Regions from separate parts of the Rattus norvegicus genome. Here region 2 is linked to region 1. A link is a contact called in public Hi-C data. All regions are on one chromosome and are shown on one strand. Each heading gives the region's core, a stretch centred on a gene start, on an enhancer-like site or on the middle of the called end of the contact. The rest is flanking DNA. Distances are from core to core; before and after follow the strand shown.

Region 1 (3,086 bases), core at 439-2,938:
AACTGCGGGCTGTGGAACTGCAGGATGTGCCTGCTGTAAAACACTAGTTCTTTCTGAGGTATTTCTCCTATTAAAATTATCACGGTGGCGATGATCACACGCTTTGCGCTCCTTTTCTGGGCTTATGTGCCTCCGAGGCACATAATTCCCACTCCTGGATGCACATGGTTGACTCTCTGTAATGTGACAGAACTGTGGGGTGCTTCTCACACTCTTTGCATAATGGAAGGTTTTGACTCCTGTGCAGCCTTTTCCACTTAAGGGAAGTAAAAATGCTTAATAAAATAGATGTTCTATTAGAGTTATGGAATGTCTTGGTGTACAATACAAACCTACTCAAAGCACCTTTGCTTAGTAACCTGGCTTTAAAACGCTGAGTAGCAAGTGGACACACTGGGACGCGTATAGCGAGGATATCTGTCTGTGTAGGTAGTCGCTGGCAGTGCGTTTTGTTAGCTATACTTAATTGAGATGTAGAAAAGCACCAGCATTTTTCTTTATAATAATCTTGTTATGTTTGTGGGATTAATAAATGTAACCAACAACAGCATTTTCTCTCAGAGCAGAATAATTAGTTGACATTAGCTAGAGGGAAAGAATGGTTCCTGATGGTAAAATGTGGACCAACAGGCTGATTAAGATCAATATAAATAAGAAGGATCCCAACAAAGCAAAACTGGAAGGATAACTGCCCTAGTAAGGGGCAACTCTGAGGCACAGTGAATCCGTGCGTGTAAATCCAGATAGGATTCTTTTCCTTTAAGATGATAATGATGATGATAACACAGTTTGTGATGTGATAAATCAGAAGTCAGTAAAATAATCTGAGTGTTCTTTCCCTTGTAACTCAGGAGACATGTCAATGCCTTGGAAGAAAAACTTACGATCATATATACCCTTTGACGTAAAGAAGGGAAATTCAACCTTCTGAGGGAAGTTTTAAGAACAAGAGTTAGTTTGCTCTGAAAGAGATGGAGAAGACCGAATCTTGTGATTAACGATCTCCTTCAGAAGCCAATTCTCCGTCCTCCCCAGTCATCATGGCTTCTTGAAGGTGGCCCATGTTCCAGCGGATCATCTCACATCCATGCACACACAGGCAGCAATGACTGGACCCAGCAGCGTACACAGGGAAACAAATGTAACAGGGTATGAAGTGGAGAGGGTGAGGTAGGCGGTGCTTTGCAAGAGTTGAAGGAGGGGTGAGGGAAAAGATATGACCCCAACCCAGTGTAGAAGTATATAAAATCCTAAAGAACAGGTGACATTTAAAATAGTGTAAGAAAATCAGTATAGCAAGCAATGTTCTTTCCTATTTTGCTTCAGTGAAAGCAAGGGAGAGTAAAACGTGTCTTAACAAAGTTGTTCCATTTAGACTCCAAGCTGAAGTTGTTTAGGAGAACTATTCCTGAGGGAAGGAATTGGGAGAGAGATTTAAAGTGTAATAGCACACACAGAATCTGCGAATATATCTTGTGAGCATTGGGAAGGTCATGGTGGTGTTCACCGTTTCTCAACCTAGAACCCTGTGATTCAGCCTCCTTGGAGACAGCATGGGTCCCCGAGGATCTAGCAATTGCCACGAGGAGAAGTTCCCTCGGGGCTAAAGGTAGGAGCTCTGGAAAGGCTGGTGACCTGCCTGATGGCAGGTAAACATCCTGTTGGAGGACTGCCACCTGGACAATGAAAAAGGGACATGACTGAAAGGATCAGTTGGGCAGCCACAAATCCAGGAACCATAAAACAATGCCCTGTCTCAAGTCTCAGCCGTGACTATGAAGTCATCTTTGGCTTACACCAGATAGCGCTTGTTTCTTCCTTCTGACACTGATAGAGCTATTTACCATGTAAAGTTTAAATTCCTATTGTGACACATAGGCACAGTACGAACTTAGGCATTTTTAAGATTTTTAAACAGAGTTTAGTAATATTCACTTCATTCTCATTGTTCTGCTACCGTCTTTAGAACAGTTTTATTTCTGTACAGTAGGACTCTCTAGCCACAGAACAATGACTCCTGATTCCCCTCCCCCCATAGAGTGTTTCATAATTAATCATAGTGGGAAGCAGTGCATAAGAAGACACGTAGTACTAGGTTTTGTGAGGAAGAAAATTTAATTATGATCATTCTACCTTAGAGGAAATTTGTGGCGATCTATCTACTTGCAGAAAAGGGTTAATTATGACTACGGGTTCTGGAGTGGAAGAGAACGATACATCCTAATTTGAAAGAATGTTAGTGTTTTTTAAAAAAGCATTTGAACATAGAGAGGCAATTCTGCCCTGACCTTAATACTCAGGCACAACGGAAACGACAAGCTTTGGCTGGCAATATTTTAAAATATTTTATTTTTGTCTTTTACACATATGTGTATTTTGCTTGCATATCATATCAATGTGCCACGTGTTGGCAGGGCCATAAAGTCCAGAAGGAGTCAGATCACCTAGAGTTACACTTGTAAGCTATCATGTGAGTGTTAGGAATTGTACCTGGATCCTCTGGAAGAGCAACCAGGGTTCTTAACTGCTGACTCCTCTCTCCAGCCCCAGCAATATTTTCTCATCCATAACTATAAGGTTAGTAGACTGAACTGTAGTTTCAAGCATATGATTTAAAATGTGGTTAGGAATTATACTGGTATAGTAAAATGTTATAGTGTAATAGTGTTAGAGTCCATGACCTCTAATCTAGGGTAGTTGGCTAGCTGTGCTTTCCTTCCTGATGAGCCAGGCTTAAGTCTTATTAGACAGCCTTTGGTTACCATGAACATATGAGTGGCACTGATGTATTTTTAGGCATGGTTTGTAGTGCTGGCCATTGTAGTTCATAGCTATTACAGCTGGTTAGGGTATGAATTGCTTCCTCCCTTGAAAGCTTGCATGGTCCTCTCCTATACCTTGGAACACACAGAAGACTTTCAGGTTAGATACAGCTGAAAGCATCTGAGCCCTTTTCCCTGAGTGTGTAATCTTTTCAGTAGTAAGGACTTCCCTTCAACCTCTGAAAGACAACCAAGTTGTAGCAGCCATAGCCTATATTATTTTGGGAGTTCCTTGGGCTACCCTGACAAACAACTCAAAGAGAG
Region 2 (3,086 bases), core at 155-2,654, 390 kb before region 1:
TTTGAAGTCCAGGGCTGGGAACAGACATGAAATTGAGGTCCCAGGGAGAAGCCAAGTTCAGCCTGAGCTGGTGAACTCCCGAGACTAAGGGCGTAGAACTTGAGCTAAAGACGCTCGAGTATGACGTTTCTGTCAGGAGTGCAGAGACCTGTGTGCCTCTACAAACAGGTTTCTTTGTGGTAGTCTCGGTGCCAGGCACCGGCTGAATCCCGCTGCAGGTTTCCTTGGGTAACTAGCTCAAATGGGCAGCAGTGAGTTTAAACACAAGCCCCAGATTAGAAAGCATTTTCAACCCAGGGCGTTTTCCTGGAATTTTTTTGGGGGAGAGGGGAGGCGACAGTGTGCTGATGTTATGAAACATTTGCTTTATTTTGTAAGAGGCCAAACAGAATGAAATGGGTGAGAGGGAAGCAGAGACTCTGGAAGGGCAGCTCATTAAAAAAAAAAAAAAAAGTCTGTGCTCCTAGCAGCTCACACAGAAGTGGGGTGGGGGGTGGGGGTGGGACCGTGGGAAGGCAAGGCTGACTCTAGGCCACTCTCTGGCAAGGCGCTCTGTCTCATGTTCGAATGTGTTTTAATCCTAGGCTGCTCTGTCATGTGCTCGGGACCTTAAGTAATTACTATTAAGAATGTCACGGTAAACCGGAGCCATTAGAAGGATAGTGGAGATTTAGTCCCACAGTCAAGTGCTATAAACATGTGAGTGTAATTTAGGAATCCTTTCTGTGGCTGGGCCCGGCAACATGGCCTCTTTCCTCCCAGGCTTCCAACTTCTCACCTGCAAAGCAGCAATCAGCCTAGTCATTCTTTCCAGCCGCCTTGTAATTTATCAGACGGCAGAGAACCGTGACGGAGGTAGATTGTGGTTGGGGCGGCGACCCGCACCTTTTGCTCTTTTTGTGTGCTGTGTGCTGTGCGCTGGACTCGCCCACCTAGCCCTGCCCGGTTCTCTGTGCTGTGCAAGCACTTCTAAGCCTGCTCTGTAGAGACCAAGAGGCGGAGTTCAGAGTGGCGGCCAGCAGGGGGTGCCCTTGCCAGATAAGAACAGGTTTTTTTTTTTTTTTTCCTTTTCCTTTTTCTTCAATACCAGCACAGCACACATCACATACTCTGCTATCCTGTCCTTTTTAAATTAATTTGGCTCAAGGTTCGACCCCAGAAACATTTTGCTTTGTGCTCCAGCTCCCGGGCCACACCTGTCTGACAAGTCCGTTCACATCACTGTTTTCCGTTTCCGGCACCTTAGCTGCCAGATGGTCACCTTTTACTTAGAAACTGGAGAGTGGTTTTCTTTCTCTCCTTCTGTATCACAGGTCAAGCTGAAGGGCACAGTCACCTGCAGGGAACAGGACCCAGTGTGTTACACTGAGCATTTGGCTGTTTTACATGACCTCACCATAGAGGAATGTCTCTCCAAGGGAAGGAAAAACCTGTTTCGTTAGAGCGACCCACAACTTTGTTTTTCTCTCTCCTCAGGGTGACAGTCTTTTGGCTCCTACCAGTGGGTATACACTGGAAAAGTGAGAAAAGAGTCTGAAAACTCCATGGGTGGACGGTTGTTCATCCTTTCGACTTCTCGTTGGAAGGGCTGTGTCTGATTCCCTGGGTGACTCAGTATTTCAGACAATCTAAACCTGTGTGGTTAGCACATTGGCGCTCTCTCTCTCTCTCTCTCTCTCTCTCTCTCTCTCTCTCTCTCTCTCTCTCTCTCTCTCTCTCTCTCTCTCTCTCTCTCTCTCTGCACGTGGTGAGTAAGTGGTAGATGATAGTCTATCGGGGTGGCGACTAGAGGAAGCATTTTGTTACTTCAAAGCTTGGTTTGGATGAACTTGGTGCCTGGACTTTATTGGATAAAGCTCTCCCAGCCAGCCCAGCCGTCTGCACGGGAAGAGTTCCCAGCATGCACTGGGGCTTGTTACCAGATGCCATGCTCTATCAGGAGAGCCTTTTCTTGACTGCCTGAGCCACTAGGTTCCTGTGCCCTCTGCTCTGCTGGATGACAAGCTCCCCCCCCCCCCCGGGAGCCCCTGCACTAGAACGAGTCCCACTCTGGCTGAGGCGGAATGGGGAGCAGAACCCGCAGCCGGTACTGCTGCAATAGGCTTTAGTCTGTGAGCCCTCCTCTGCACCCTGTCCTCTGCTTGTGGGTCCCAGTTCTCTGTTAGTCCTCAGACAACCATGGCTCCTGAATCACTGCTTCCTGTTTCACACCTAAAAGGGGAAGGCCTTTCCAACAGGTATTTACCGCCAAGGCAGCAGTGGGGACTCACTGAGGATCTCAGCCACGCGAAACTCAGGGGGTTCTCAGGACTCTGTGTGCAGTGCGTTATTCGGATGTTCAGCAGTTGGCAGTTGTTCAAGGACAGGAGGTTTTGCGTTTCAGCCCCTTACTGGTCTTTAGCCTTTTCAGCATCCAAAGAGAGAGCCACAACTCCTGTGTCTGTTTGGTTCTAGTCTGCTCACATGAAGGTTAAGCTAGTCATATGTGTTCAAAGGAAGACCTCAAAATTAGTTTAAAAAAATGAATGGCATTTATTTCCTGTCCCGTCACCCAGCTACTAACAGAGTCCTTTAAGGTCCGCTTCTCAAACTCTTTTCGTTTTAGAAGTCATCTTTAGACGATGTCTTTGCCTAAGCCTCATTGTTCATGAATTATATTGTGAGTCCATTTGGACACCGACCAGGAACTTGGTATAATTGCTCCCATGCAAGTAACAGCTTTCTCTGGGTATTAATTAGTTGATAGGGGGATTAGGGTGGTTACAGGAAAGGCATTGCTGCTCCCCACCCCTCACCCCCGAAAGGCTAGGCCAGGTGGGTGCCAGGGCTTCCTTAGATTCCATTTGCTCAGCTTGTTCCCTTGGTAAAGGCACAGAATTTGAATAGCAGCGAGACGTCCTGCGGCAGAACAACACAGGATCATTCGGATTCACTGCTCCTGTTGATATGAAATGTGAGATATTAATCAAGACTAATTACACGCACTGAGTTTAGAACAAACTGAAGGGCAGCTCAGGGCATGGCTCTATCTGTAATTATGGACTGTAGGTACCAGGATAATTACTGGAAATTAGAAGTCCTTCAGT

What was found. A called contact is a pair of places that touch in the nucleus more often than the background predicts.
Region 2: a Hi-C map of liver shows a contact between it and region 1, with 2.3 times the contacts expected there. The contact joins two enhancer-like sites. A contact is called at or near these places in 2 of 12 Hi-C or Micro-C datasets (liver and mammary epithelial cells).

The regions. Positions count from the first base shown.
Region 1 is chr9:109,559,578-109,562,663 of GRCr8, reverse strand. No RefSeq gene overlaps it. Among named protein-coding and RNA genes, the nearest start is that of Efna5, 480 kb to the left of the region's middle. Within about 2 kb of position 1,688, at least 1 of the 93 cell types and tissues checked has an H3K27ac peak or open chromatin away from gene starts, as enhancers often do.
Region 2 is chr9:109,944,774-109,947,859 of GRCr8, reverse strand. The region is part of intron 1 of Efna5 (ephrin A5); the gene reads left to right. LOC120094759 (a long non-coding RNA gene) reads right to left here. Exons shown (of 4, transcript XR_010054892.1): 4 at 2,513-2,938. Among named protein-coding and RNA genes, the nearest start is that of Efna5, 96 kb to the left of the region's middle. Within about 2 kb of position 1,404, at least 27 of the 93 cell types and tissues checked have an H3K27ac peak or open chromatin away from gene starts, as enhancers often do.